2 separate regions of the Mus musculus genome follow, and region 1 is linked to region 2. Evidence: chromatin contacts called from public HiChIP or PLAC-seq data. All regions are on one chromosome and are shown on one strand. Each heading gives the region's core, a stretch centred on a gene start, on an enhancer-like site or on the middle of the called end of the contact. The rest is flanking DNA. Distances are from core to core; before and after follow the strand shown. Region 1 holds the start of Polr3gl (polymerase (RNA) III (DNA directed) polypeptide G like). Region 2 holds the start of H2ac18 (H2A clustered histone 18).

Evidence for each region. HiChIP or PLAC-seq counts read pairs in DNA pulled down with a chosen protein or histone mark.
Region 1: a FOXA1 HiChIP or PLAC-seq map of pancreatic cancer cells shows a contact between it and region 2. The contact joins the promoter of Polr3gl here to the promoter of H2ac18 in region 2. A contact is called at or near these places in 6 of 39 promoter capture datasets (the 3T3-L1 cell line, 3T3-L1-derived adipocytes, cranial neural crest and 3 more), 2 of 115 datasets of contacts at active chromatin or transcription factors (bone marrow-derived macrophages and pancreatic cancer cells) and 1 of 9 other capture datasets (liver).

The regions. Positions count from the first base shown.
Region 1 is chr3:96,591,377-96,599,002 of GRCm38.p6, reverse strand. It overlaps Polr3gl (polymerase (RNA) III (DNA directed) polypeptide G like), which reads left to right and starts at 4,822. Exons shown (of 8, transcript NM_027241.4): 1 at 4,822-4,919. It overlaps Ankrd34a (ankyrin repeat domain 34A), which reads right to left and starts at 2,367. Exons shown (of 2, transcript NM_001024851.3): 1 at 2,195-2,367; 2 at 1-1,637. The coding sequence starts at 1,521. The coding sequence ends at 34.
Region 2 is chr3:96,240,201-96,247,269 of GRCm38.p6, reverse strand. H2ac18 (H2A clustered histone 18) reads right to left here and starts at 1,773. Exons shown (of 1, transcript NM_013549.2): 1 at 1,218-1,773. The coding sequence starts at 1,689. The coding sequence ends at 1,297. H3c14 (H3 clustered histone 14) reads right to left here and starts at 585. Exons shown (of 1, transcript NM_178216.3): 1 at 1-585. The coding sequence starts at 384. It overlaps H2ac19 (H2A clustered histone 19), which reads left to right and starts at 6,896. Exons shown (of 1, transcript NM_178212.3): 1 at 6,896-7,069. The coding sequence starts at 7,020.

The DNA of each region.
Region 1 (7,626 bases), core at 3,573-6,072, 350 kb before region 2:
GACCCTCCCCCTCCTTGGCGCCCCTCATTTCCTTCAGCGCCCGGGTTCCCCAGGCCCACCTAGACTCTGAAACCCCCCTAGCAGGCGAATCTGCTCAGTCTGCATGGAGTGGCGTCTCACCAACTTGCGCTTGGTCCTGGGAGACCCTGGTGCCCCAGAGGGTGGAGGGGCAGGCAGTGAGGGTGCCCGACCTCCGGGTTGGGGACGAATGTCGGGGATGGGAGGGTGGGGACTGACGTTGAGAGGAGGCAAGAAACCTGGTCGTGTTTGCGAGATGTGGTCCAGGAGCAAGGTCCCGGAGCCCCTTCTCTCTAGCAGCCCTGGACTCCGCCTCCGTCCGCTCAGCGGGGATACAGCCCCGGGCAGACTTTCCTGGGACTGGCGTGGGGAGGAAACTGAGCCCGCTGGAGGGAGGGTCAGCGGAGAGGCGCTGTATCGCCGGCGCTCCAGGGATAACCGGCTGGACTCGGGGGAGTCAGGGCAAAAATGTCCAGGGGTGTCGAGCTCCACCGGCTCCATGCGGCTCAGTTTTTGCCTTAGCCCTGAAGGAAGACCAGACTCCTGAGCCTCGGGCGCAGTGTTTCGGCGCGAGAGAGGACCCCCACCCGTCACTTTCTCCGCCCATGGGGGCGGGTCCTCCGGGCCTTCGGTGCTGTGACGCCGAGAAAGACGCGGTCTCCCGGTCAGGGTCAAGCCATTGAATTCAGCAGCCAGACGCTCCAAACCGGGCCTCCCTTCTGCAGGAGGAACCGGTTGAGGAGGAGCCACAAGGCCCCAGGGCTCGGAATTGAGCCTTTTGAGTGGTTTTGGAGGATGTCGAGGTGGCTTGGGGAGAGGCTCGGAAGGGGAAGGGTCATCAGGGGGCTTGGGAAGAGGAAATTCAAAAATGTCTCTTTTCTCCTCTTCTTCCTGGGCGCGAGGGGATAACAACCCGCGCCCTCCTCCTGCAGTCTGCAGTTGGACTTCTGAAGGCGATGTGCAGACCCCTGGACTAGGAGGAGCGGGTGCAGGGTCCTCTACCCCTGGGGACGGTGGGGAATTAAGATACTGCCTGGTCTTCTTGGTGCCCGAGGGCGAGGTATCCGTCGTTATGATGATGACCTCCGTGCCCTTGGCCTTGCAGGCGTCCAGCAGTGTGGCAAGGGTCTCGCGGTCCCCTCGGTCCAGGGCGTGGACAAGCGCCGAGGCGCCAGCGTGATCTCGAACTGAAGGGTCTGCGCCGTGGGCAAGGAGCAGAGAGGCCACTGCGGCTCCCCCACCCCCGGCGCAAGCATGCATCAGCGCGGTACGTCCTAAACGGTCTGCGATGTTGGGATCCGCGCCTTGCTCCAAGAGATAGCGTACCATGCGCGCCTTGTTCTGAGGGTCGTCGTAACGGGCCCTACAGGCCGCCATTAGCGCAGTCTCCCCCTGGGCATCACCCTCATTCACGTAGGCTCCTCCCTCCAGAAGCAAACGGGCCAAGCGTAGCTTACCCTGTCCCACAGCTCGAAGAAGAGCGTGGCCCTCGGTGTGCAGCATAGCTGCGGCTCGGGCAAAAACACCGATGGAGCCGGGACTGGGACCTGCCGAAGATATCTAGGAGTATGGGGGTGGTGGTTGGGAGAGGCCTGAAGTCTCGGTAGTGAAGCCTATCCCTGTGAAAGAGAGAGAGAGAGCTTACTGACAGGCTCAGCAGGGAAACTGAGGCACCGATGAACGAACCTGATGTATGACGGGGGGGGGGGGATAAGTGCAGTCTTTCCTTTTGACTTCTGTCTTTGAGCGGTCCCATACCCCCCCCCCCCGCACACGCATGCCAGAGGAGGTGGGAAGGGTGCACCACCCGCACTGAAGGATGAGAGCTCGTGCATATACGTACATGCACGCGCACAGATATTCCCACCCCCCATTCGCACCCCACGGCTTATCAGACCTTTCCAACATCCCCCTTTTCTTATCCACACTTGGAATCCCCCTCTCTAGGATACTGAACGCCACCCACCCACACACATGCACCCGTACAGTCATACACATATTTCTATTCCTAACCTCTTTTAGATTGCCACATCCCCAAAAACTGAGGGGGGGGGAGAAGCAGATTGCAATTGGGACCTAAAGGGGTGGAGGAAGAAGTGGGGTTTCTTTTGCTTTTGCCATGTTCCCCATTGCTCCTTGTTCTTCCCCCTCCCAGCCTGTACCCCCAAATAGATACCTGAATGTCCGCATAATCTCTGCCTGGCCAGGATTGAGGCCGGGGCCATGGGGGCCTCTGGGTTGGAGGAGCCGGGTACCTGGGGACCCACATGGCGTGTGTGGGGGGGTACCCGGATTCCCTTGGTGTCAGTATCTGTGCCCCAGCGCTGAATCCTGGTCCCTCCTCCCGGTGCGCCCCGGGCACAGCGCCGGCTCCGGAGGAGAGAAGGGGGGCGGAGCTCTTCTGTGCTATTTATAGCCCAGTCTCTGCGGGTGGGGGCGTCCGGCACCAAGCCGCTCCCCACCCCCATGCGCACACATATAAACCTATAAACCCCTAAGGGGGAAAAAAAGCACCTAGCGCCTCCAATCTTGACTTCCCATTCTTATCCCACCTCCCCAGCCCAAACAAACCTAAGCGCTCCTTAGGGGACTCTCCCACGACCCATTCAGGAACCATCCAGATTCTTCGTTGATCTTCAACAGATCTCCATGAGCTTCGGTATGCCAGACCTGACTGCCACACACGGCATATGGCACACTGTGCAGAGGGGTGTAGGGAGGCGGTTGGGATCTGCAGCGGCGTCCACAGAGCAGAGAGGCAGGAGATGTGGCTCCCTTCCCGTAGTTTAAATATCAGGGAAAGTATAGCCTGGAATCAGACAACAGTCTATCCCCGCTGCACCCCTCTCAAACATCACACACCATAGAGACACTTGGATCTCATTTCCCTTGGGTCCCATTAGGAATGTAAGGAAGGTGGTTTTCCCAGGGAATTTTTAGGGCAAGGGGCCGTCCCAAATTCCCTCTTTACAGTATTTTAAGGGGTGTGCATAGGAGGTAGAAAAAGGCAGAGTGGTGACCGGCCCCTGTTGCACAGATGTGTTCATTACATCTCTACTCCCTTAGACTCATTCTTCCCTCTTCCTTGAAGGTCCCTGCCTGAATCACTCATCTCTTCCTATCTGTTGCTCACTGCCTCTGCCTCTCCGTGCCACCTGCCCTGTCTCCATGGTTACCAAGGCTTCCATCTGCATAGTTTAGGGATGAGTTTGTGTCCAGCTGGAAGGTACCAAGGAAAGTGGGGGCATCGGATGGGTATTAAGGGTTTGGAAAGCTCACCGAGGGTCTTAGAGGACTCAAATGGTGGACGCCACCAAGTACAGATACAAAAAGTCACGTTCCTGGGAAAGGAGGAGAAACAGCCGGAGGGAAATCACCCACTTTTATTAGCTATTGATGTGTGCCGAGAGATGTGCATACATACATCATCTCCAACCCTCACAACTCAATGAGGGGGGAACTATTGTCTTCCTGCAACAAATGATAATGAGGTTAAGCAAGTTCCCCCAAAGCGCTACAGCTATGTTTTTATACTATTCCAAAAACGGAGTATGTGTCATCCACATGCAACTTCCCAGTCTAGAGGCCATTTTCTCTGACCTCTGTCATATTCTTGTTGACTGACTCCTAGTTTTACATCCATCCTGAAGTATTTCCCTTTACTTCTACTCTGTAAAAAAAATGACTCTTTCTATTCTGCCCTCTTTCCTTGAAGGGGCTTGAAGGGCAGTGGAAAGTACAGAAAGAAAAAACCCACTGGGTTCCTGCCTTCTCTCCCCAATTACTGCTCTGGTCCCAAGCCCCCTTCTCTCCCTCACTTCTCAGACACCGCAACAATCCGCATTTGGGGCCTGAGCTTGGTAGCAGAGTCAAGAGTATCAAGAGTTCAAGGCCAGCCTAGACTGGGTAGCCAGACCCTGCCTTTAGAGAAAAAAAATCTTTTAAAGATTATTTATTAGTAGTGCTGGTGACTGAGGAAGAATAATAAAGAGGGTGTGTGTGGTATGTGTGTGTGTGTGTGTGTGGTGTGTGTGGTGTGTATGTGATGGCCTAAGCCAGAAGAGGGCGCGGGAGTCCGGTAGTTGGGAACCTCCTGGAGTGTTTCTCTGTGTGTGTGTGTGTGTGTGTGTGATGTGTGGTGTGTGTGTGTGTGTGTGTGTGTGTGTGTGTGTGTGTGTGATGTGTGGTGTGTGTGTGTGTGTGTGTGTGTGTGTGTGTGTGTGTGTGATGTGTGGTGTGTGTGTGTGTGATGTGTGGTGTGTGTGTGGTGTGTGTGTGGTGTGTGTGTGTGTGTGTGTGTGTGTGTGGTGTGTGTGTGTGTGTGGTGTGTGTGTGTGTGTGTGTGTGTGTGTGTGTGTGTGTGGTGTGTGTGTGTGTGTGTGTGTGTGTGGTGTGTGTGTGGTGTGTGTGTGTGTGTGTGTGTGTGTGTGTGTGTGTGTGTGTGTGTGTGATGGCCTAAGCCAGAAGAGGGCGCTGGAGTCCGGTAGTTGGGAACCTCCTGGAGTGTTTCTGGGAACTCCTGCAGGCACAGCTGTTAACAGATGAGCAGTCTGGTTTCTCTGACCCAGGGCTACATTTCCCAGCAGCGGTTCTCCTCTTCTGGCTCCGCCACGTGTCTGGATGAGCTCTGAGTAGCAGGACATCTTAGCCATCTAGTTCGGTCTGGGCATAAGAGGTGAATTCTGCAGCCCCAGGTCTCAGCGCGCCACTTCCCAAGCCTCAGTTCCGGTTAAGCTCGCTCCCTCCTCCTCCCCTCCTCGCCCGCCTCCGCTCTCGTCGATTGGCCAGGAAAACCCACCAATGGAGAGCTCGGGGAGGCGGGCCTAGAACGAGGGCTGGAAGAAGAAAAGCAAATTTCAAGTTGGCGGCTGCGTGGGCCCTGAGTGGGGGAGGGACGGCAGGTAAGGCTTCGACCTGGTGGCTCTGACCCGGTTTGGTTCGGTACTTCCCGAATTAGTCCCTCGGCGCCGACAGCGACGTAGATAACGCTTTCTGTCAGCCTGTTGGATCAGCCCCCTTCTAAATCCCTCCCCTTTTTCCCCGGGCTCTCACTGCTGTCTTGACTGTACGCCGGAGACAGCTTGCTGTCGCGCCTGGGGACAGATATTAAAGCAGGAGAGGAAGGTTCATTCTTGTAGCTCAGACTCTTCTATGGTACCAGCTTCTCCCGCACCCATTAACGTAACATTAGCCCCCTGTCAAGAGCCTGACAGATTCTTATTACCTATCAAGTCAACTGAACCGCTACCCTCTACCCACCACTTTCCTAGACCACCGTGAAGAATTTATTGATCCCCGACCTGACAAAGTCCGATTATCACTATTGGAATCTCTTTAATTTTTAAAATTACATTATTTGTGTGTGTGTGGGGGGGGTACGTACAAGCCATGGCTTACGCAAGGAGGTCAGAGGACAACTTGAGCTAGTCAGCCTGTTTCCTGGCCACTTGGCAACACGAGTATTTACCATCTCACGAGGCTGACTTTTTCCATCCCTCCCATGCTTTTATCGGCAGACTCTTGCTATGTAGCCCATACTGGCCTCCAGTTTGCATTCCCCCTGCCACAGTACCCCCGGTGTTAGGATTATATGTTCTCTTTCACTGTTTCTATTCTATGAACGGAAGGTTTGATGGGACAGATTGGGGTACTTAATACATTGTGTTCAGTAAGCGTTAATCGAGTGGAATTGATTTGTGGGAACCAGTGCTCTTGTCAAGGAGGACAAATTTAAACTCCTGATATAATTAGGGAACAATAAAAGACAACATTATATAATTAGGGGTCTTTGAACTGGTGGTTTATTGCATTAATGTTTTATAGTTATTCTCAGACCAGAGAAGGAAAACAACAAAAAGAACCAGAAGGGAGTCTTTGTGACTCACAGAGTCTGTAGACACATGTTCAAAAGACAGATATTTACTGAGAACCTACTACATAGCAGACACAGTGCTAGACAACCGGGATCACAATGAACCCTCTGATAACATCTATTCAATAAATTGTTATTTAGTATGTGGGAAAATATTTTCGAAACCAGTTCTTTCTATGCAGGGCAAACAGGCTGACCTCCAACTTATGACCCTCCTGCCTCACCCTTTCTGGGATAACAGGCTTGTACCACTGCACCCCAAATAAGCTTTTTTCTTTTAAATTGAGAAATGTGAGTCCGGTCTTACAAATGCTAAGCATTCATTCTGCCCCTGAACTACACCCCTAGCTCTGAAACAGCATCTTTAGGAAGAGAACTCACTAGCTCTTTTCAGGTCGGTCCACTCTTTCACTTTTTCCTTTGAATTTATTCAACTTAAACTTACTTATTATTAGTGGGCCTGGGTGGAGTGTGTACCATGGTGCATATGTGGAGGTCAGGCTGGCCCCAAACTCACCATGGAACCAAAGATGAATTGAAATTTCTGAATGACAGGCTTGGCCCAAGGCTTTCTGCTAAGCGAGTGTGTTGTTGCTGTTGTTGTTGTTGTGAGGGTTTGCTTATTTTCTTTAACTGGGGATTGAATTGAGGCCCTAGTGATTTGCTAAGTAGGGTTCCACCACTGAGCTATAGCACCCACTCGTCCTCTGAATTCTTGTGTGTGGGTGGGCGTTTGGTCTGCATGTGAGTCTTTGTACCACTTGTGTGCTTGAAACCCTCAGAAGGCAGAAAAGGGTGTTGGGTTCCCTGGGACGGGTTACAGACAGCTGTGAGTCCCTGTGTGGGTCCCGGGGAATCGAATCCCAAGTCCTCTGGGAGAGCAGCCAGTGCTCTGAGCCACTGAACCATTCTCCAGATTTCCCCTGCATTCTTGAAAACGAAGCATCCTTTTTACTTGTTGATTGTAGGATATACATTTATTCCACACAACTTTCAAACACATAGTAATATAAGAGTGTGCATTATTTCATAGCCCTAAGGTAATAATGATGGTAATTAGTATTTTACAACTTTAAACTTTATTGTTATTTTATGTACTTGCACACTGGTGCCACCGCATGCATGTCAGCGTCAGAGGACAGCTTTGTAAGGTTATGTCTCCCTTGCACCTTAGTTGGTTCCAGGGATGGGACTCAGGTTCTTGGACTGGCACTGACTTTATCTGCTGAGCCATCTTGCCTGCCCCTGATACTAGTATTTAGACATATGTACTCTCAGTTTATTCTGTATATATGCAAAACTTTTTGTTTTATAAGTAAATAGAGCCACACTATAAATTCAATTTTGTATCAAGAATGAAAACATTAAAAAAACAACAACAACAGATAAATATGACTTTATATTGTAGTCTCCTTCACCCCTAAACACTCCATATTATTAACCTCCTCCCTTGAAAATGGCTTGTTTGGGGGTTTTTGTTATTTGTTCTGGATGTTGTTGTTGTTGTTGGGTTTTGCTTTTTTGTTTTGTTTTTTAAAGATGCACTTATTATATTTATGTGAGCTCACTGTAGCTGTTTTTCAGACACCCGAAGAGGGCATCAGATCCCATTACAGATGGTTGTGAGCCACCATGTGGTTGCTGGGAGTTGAACTCAGGACCTCTGGAAGAGCAGTCAGTGCTCTTAACCACTGAGGCATCTCTCCACCTTTGTTTTGGTTTGGTTTTTGGTTTTT
Region 2 (7,069 bases), core at 524-3,023:
GGCCAACTGGATGTCCTTGGGCATGATGGTGACGCGTTTGGCGTGGATGGCGCACAGGTTGGTGTCCTCGAACAGCCCCACCAGGTAGGCCTCGCTCGCCTCCTGCAGCGCCATGACGGCCGAGCTCTGGAAGCGCAGGTCCGTCTTGAAGTCCTGCGCGATCTCGCGCACCAGGCGCTGGAACGGCAGCTTGCGGATCAGCAGCTCGGTCGACTTCTGGTAGCGCCGGATCTCCCGCAGCGCCACGGTGCCGGGCCGGTAGCGGTGCGGCTTCTTCACGCCGCCCGTGGCCGGGGCGCTCTTGCGGGCGGCCTTGGTGGCCAGCTGCTTGCGCGGGGCCTTGCCGCCGGTGGACTTGCGGGCAGTCTGCTTCGTACGGGCCATGGCGAAGACGGAAGACACCCAAACGAGGAGCACTCGGGGACCTGATACCGGCCCGAGCCGGCCGCCTTTATAGGCGCAGTCTTCCCCGCGGCGGGGCGGAGACAGCGACTTGAAACTCCCGCGCTGCCGCGCCATTGGCCGTGGCGTCACCGGCCCCGACCTCGCCCATTGGCTCGGGCCCGCCACGCCACCTGACCCGCCCCCCCCCGCCCCCCACGTCCAGCCCCGCGCCCGGTCCACTTGCCAACGTTCTGCGAGGGTGGAGCCACGTCTGGCAGCTGCCCGTAGAGGGCGGGTCCCGGCTCTGCCCAAGAGGAGCTCGCGCGCCCCCGCCCGCCGCCCAAAGTCCCAGGGCAGAACTAATCTAGTGTTTGTGCAGCACCGCCCAGCCACAGCCACAGTCCCAGCCCCAGTCCCCCATGATCCCTAGAGCCGGCCGCGTCCAGTCCTCGCGGGACACCTCCTCCTCCTAGACATTCCCCAAGGACCGGACGAGAGCGCGGCTGACTGCGACTTATGTCTAGATTGGCCTAGACGTCCTAGTTGAGTCTTAGTCCTGGGAAGGGTCAGGCGGGTGGACGCTGAGTGAGGGACAGTGTTGTGTAGGACAAGGGTGTGGGCAGATAGGGGCTAAATGCTTGGGACGGTCAGCGAGAACCGCGTATCCGCTCCGCCGAGGCAGGGCATGAACCAAAGAGCGACAACAAACTACCAGGGGGAACCACGGGCAGGATGGGCAAGGAAGCAGAGGACACGACACTCTTACTTTTGGGGCAGGGCCAGGAAAGGCCACCAAGACCGGCTACCGTGACACAACTCTTTATCTGATTCAGTGGGTGGCTCTGAAAAGAGCCTTTTTAGGAGCTCGCGGGGGTTATATCACAGAGACGCGGGCCGACGCGAGCAGTGGCCTCACTTGCCCTTCGCCTTATGGTGGCTCTCCGTCTTCTTGGGCAGCAGCACGGCCTGGATGTTGGGCAGGACGCCGCCCTGCGCGATCGTCACTTTGCCCAGCAGCTTGTTGAGCTCCTCGTCGTTGCGGATGGCCAGCTGCAGGTGGCGCGGGATGATGCGCGTCTTCTTGTTGTCGCGGGCCGCGTTGCCCGCCAGCTCCAGGATCTCGGCCGTTAGGTACTCCAGCACCGCCGCCATGTATACCGGCGCGCCGGCACCCACACGCTCCGCGTAGTTGCCCTTGCGCAGCAGCCGGTGCACACGCCCCACCGGGAACTGTAGCCCGGCCCGGGAAGACCGCGACTTGGCCTTGGCGCGGGCCTTGCCTCCTTGCTTGCCACGACCGGACATCACGAAAGCGCAAACAGACGAACGGCCACAACCAGGAAACGGTACTCCGGCGCCGACGCCTCACTCTTTTATAGACGCAGACCCGATTGTCCGCCCGACGCTCTCATTGGCTCACACGCGTCCTGACGCCGTGGCCAATAGGAGCGCGCGGACAGAAGCCTCTCATTTACATAAGACCGGCTCCCTCGCCCCGGCGCCGCCCTGGAACGCGCGAATCACGACGCGCGTGCTCGGTGGCTTCATTTGCGTGCGGCCGTCGTTGCGACACTCCGCGGGTCGCCGGGCGGCTGGGCCTGCTCGCTGTTTCTCCTGCTGAGGAAGCTAACAGGAATAGAGCCGGTAGCACGCGTAAACTTGGCCACAGGGCATGGTGTACCAGGTGTAGGTGACTGGCACAGGCTGTGAGTTCTTTCCTCAGCTCCATCTTTGTGCCCAAACTGGCGAGTCGTCCCGGCAGAGCCAGGCAGCCTTACCCTGTTTCCTGTATGAAACCACCCACGGTGTCTCTGCTGCTTCCTGGGTTTTTTGTTTTTTTGTTTTTTTCTCTTCTACCTCCCATTGACATTAGAAATCATTTCTACTCAAGTTACATGTGCCCTTGAATGAGGAGTATTAAGTGTAGGGGTATCTTTCGACTTTGCAGGGGAGTTACATAAAATTAGTGTTAATATATTGTCAGAATGTAGGAAAGCATTAGGCAGTCCATTTATTAAAGTATCAGCATCGGAGGCGTCTGTGAAGTAACTTGTCTTTTGGGTCAGAAATTGCTTAACTTGGATCTTGTTATTTTTTAGTGCAGTTTTCAGTTTACATACGGTGACTAAATTTCCTGTTTCAGGTCACAAGATTTAAGAGGGATTTACGTACAGCTTGTTAAAGATTGAAGTCTTAATGGCACTTTGTATGTTATTTCATTGTAGTTTGGCATATTCTGGGATGTAGGTCAATGGCACAGTACTTTCCTAGTTATATACGAGGTCTTAAGCACCACACCAGAAATTCAATCAGAATTGTTTAGCCACACAGACATTGTTGCTTGTTTTCTGTTTGCCTTAGTTTCACTCCCCCCACCCCCTGTTTCCCTGAGTGTCTCCCACCTGCCTTTGCTGCTCTTCAGTCAGCTCTGCCTCTCCTTTGGCCCTGTCACATTGCTATTCCCATAGTGTCAATGCTCTTCTCTCATCCCTGCAGATTGGGTCCCAGGCTACCTTGGGTATTTCTGCTCCAAGTTACCACATGCTTCTAAAAACAGAAAGAGATACACTTGAGCCAGACTCTTGTATAATTAACTCCCAGGGAACGTCCTAAACAAGTATCTACCCAAGGGTATGGAAGTGGTTTGGCTCCACACTGAGCTGCTTCGGGAACATTGTCCCTAAAGAAGCAGGCTCTTCTGAAAAACATAAATAGGTTAGCTGAAAGCTGACTGTAAGTGTGGTGTCTCTGTCTTCGCTTGATGTCTGTCTCCTTTGGCTAAAGGCAGAGTGAAGTTACTGTTTTACCTTTCACTTGCATCATAGCAAATGAGGGCCGTTACCCACGAGGTCAGGGCCACTCCCTAGAGTACAAGTGAGAGTCAGAGTGATATCTTCCCGAATCTTGCAGGTTCAAACCGTAGCACTGACCAGAGAACCATGCATCTGCCTCCTAGGATTCCTTAATTTTGCTAACATCTTGCCTGCCCAGGTTCCTCCTCTACTTAAGGCTTCAAGCTCATTCATGTCAATATCTGTAGATAGACAGATTTTCGGGGGGTGGGGTTTGCTGGGCCTATATTCTTCTCAATATAGCTTCTTGACTAAATCTCTGATTTTTCTTTTAGACACGTGGTTGAGCCTTGCCTTAGGGTGTCTACAGCCCAATCCTTTACCCTCAAACCTTTGGCTACTTGTTCATTTTGTTGCATATCATGAGGACACTGGCATTGGTTTACAACTTCAGGCTTTGTGGACAGGCTGAAGTGAAAGCTATGTTGGTTGACAGTACTGATTTTGTTACCCTACTAGGTGAAGGAATAAACCTTGGAACTAAGTTGATAATGACATATATATATATGACAATACCTTGGAATGGGGGGAATGCATTTGTGGGGTGAGATGGTGGAAAGGTTGTGAACAGTCAGTGGCAGAATGTGTGGCCATTTCCACAGTGAACTGTGGTAGCTCCAGCTGCACTAGGATTTCTGCAGCTCTTGAAACTGGATTTATTTTAGCAAACAGGAAATGGCTTCAGTGCAAGAATTAAGTGGATCCTGTCTTTCACCTGTGTATCAAGTGTCAGTGGGAAGTCAGTGTGCCTTCGTTAGATATGGTCAGTGTATTTAAGATGTGTAAACATGTGCTTTGAATGGTAGCTTAGTAAATGTAGCATTGCACCATGGTATATTTGACCTAATATGACTCCTATATTGTAACAGTTTTATTCTTTTTGTTTTTTAAAGACAGTTTTTGTGTGTGGCTTCTTTTTTTCCTTTCTTTTTTTGGGGGGGGGGGGTATAGGCTGTTTTTTGTTTTGTTTTCTAGACAGAAACTCTTAAAAGAGTCCTACTTAGCAAAGGTAGTTTTGAAATAGATGTGATGGTTGTTTTTGGTTGTCAACTTGAGCACATCTGGAATTAGTTAAAACCCTAGGGGCTGGGAATACCTCTGAGGCATTTGAAGTGGGAAAATCCACATTTTTGGGACAGTGTGTGAATGCTTGCTACTTCTTAAACTTTTTTGACTATCTCCAACCAGGACTTTGATGATTATGTTTAGGGCTTATTCCGAAGTTAATCCAGGATAACCTCTCAGAATTGAATAGACAAGTCCTTTTCCTCTCTTAAATATTGATGGGTTCTGAAAAATTGGACTATTCACAGCCTACCATAGCCATCAACTACTGCTATAGCTTGAACTGTTTCCACACAAAAGATGTTCTGTTGCTTCAACAAAAGCAGCATGGCCAAAAAGCGAGTTGCAGAGGAAACATTTCCATATCATTGGAGGAAGTCAGGACCGGAACTCAAGCAGAGCTGGAACTTGGAGACAGGAGCTGATCCAAGGGCATGGAGAGGTGCTGTTTAATGTCTTGCTCAGTCTGCATTCTTATAGAACCCAGGACTACCAGCCCAGGGATGGCATACAACCCACAATGAGTTGGGCCCTACCCCATCAATTGCTAATTGAGAAAAATACCTTACAGTTGGGTCTCAGAGAGGCCATTCCTCCACTGAAACTTCTCTCCCTGCGATGACTAGTTTGTGTGAGGTTGCCACATAAAACCAGCCAAAACAAGTCAAACCCATACATAGCCTCACAGCCTGCTCTCTTAGCCTGTTCTCGTGTCTCAGAAAACAGTATGGTACCTTACTATGACAATCTTAAGAATGCAACTGCTAAAAATTCTAATTATTGAAATTTATAAATAAAACTTTCAGGTTAAAAGAGACTTAGACATTTTCGTTGTGGACATATTAATCTTTGGCCCTGATAAAATGATGACTTTTAATATTTGCAGATTTGGCCCAAATGTGTACTTGGGAGCCTCCGTTTTTCCTTATCAACCTATTTTGATATGTGTAGCTTCAATCTATACAAAAGTTCAGGGCTGGAGATGGCTCAGGGTTTAACAGCCCTTGCTGCTCTTGCAGAATATCTGGGTTCCTTCAGTTCCCAGGACTACATGGTTGCTGACAAGCCTTCAGCTCCAGGGGATCTAACTCCTGGTCTCTGAAGGCACTAGGTATGAAGCACTAACAAAGAAATAGAAGAGTCAATGTTATAACATCCTTTATAGGAATAACACATATCAGGAATAACACGTACCAAATTATATTTCAAGACAAATACTTAAGGATCAAAAGTATATTCTAAGGTCATAGGATGTCATTCTCGTGATCTGCAGTCAGTCCATAAATGCAGGGTTGTGTAGTCTTTGCTGAACCCTTGATCCACCTCTCAAATTTGTGAGTCCACATATGCACATAAATATCAATATCAAATTTAATCAGAATCCTTGATAAACCTTCAACTTCTCAACTTAAAATGCTTTTCAGCTAGCCATCCTAATAACACTGCCTACCTAAGCCTGGCGGTGGTGGCACACACCTTTAATCCCAGTACTTGGGAGGCAGAAGCAAGCAGATTTCTTAGTTCGAGGCCAGCCTGGTCTACAGACTGAGTTCCAGGATAGCCAGGGCTATACAGAGAAACCCTGTCTCGAAAAAACCAAAAAAAAAACAAACAAACAAACAAAAAAACCCACCAAAATCCAAAAAAATCCACTGCCTACCTAGCTTCAACCCAAAATCCTAGTGCTACACTCTTGCCGATTCCTCCACAAGACTAGAATTCCATCTCCACAATATGTAACAATGTAAAATATAAAGATTGTAACTATGTTACTATGTAACAATATACCTGTTACTAGAGCTAAGCTTACACTCAATATGCCTAATCAGTGATTCTAATGCATCGATAACGAACCTTATTACAAATTTCAGAGATTGAAAAATGCTGGCTGTATTTTACCGAGCATAACTGATGCGATGCTAAAATAATGGCAGTCCGGATATGGTACTCCGAGTCACTCTAGCCCCAGACAGCCTGGAAGGCTCCTAAAAGGAGCTTCTGAGAGCCATCAGGACAAATGATAGACAAAAGCAGCAGCGTAAGGTTTACTTTTTAAGTTATTTCGATTCCTTATGTACAAATCTGAGTGGCAAAAAAATAATTTTAGTAAACCCCAGGCGAACTGTACTTGGTCTTTTCAAGCACTCTCAGATGTGTATGGATTAAGAAAATAACCTTTAAATTTAACGATTTTAAAGTAAGGCTCCCAGCGATAAACGCTTAAAATGAAACAAGTAGGTTTTACACTGTTTCAAGTAGAAAAATAAAGAGGCTATGAGAATTATCCGCTACTCCTTAGGTATAAAAAACTAAATTTCCAGTATTCCTCGAAGGAAAACCTACACTTAAGTAAGTGATTAACTCAGGCCCTCTTGGATGCAGGGCACACTTTGCCAGCTTCCAGAGCAGGAGAAACAGCGAGCAAGCCCAGCCGCCCGGCGACCCGCGGAGTGTCGCAACGACGGCCGCACGCAAATGAAGCCACCGAGCACGCGCGTCGTGATTCGCGCGTTCCAGGGCGGCGCCGGGGCGAGGGAGCCGGTCTTATGTAAATGAGAGGCTTCTGTCCGCGCGCTCCTATTGGCCACGGCGTCAGGACGCGTGTGAGCCAATGAGAGCGTCGGGCGGACAATCGGGTCTGCGTCTATAAAAGGGTGAGGCGTCGGCGCCGGAGTACCGTTTCCTGGTTGTGGCCGTTCGTCTGTTTGCGCTTTCGTGATGTCCGGTCGTGGCAAGCAAGGAGGCAAGGCCCGCGCCAAGGCCAAGTC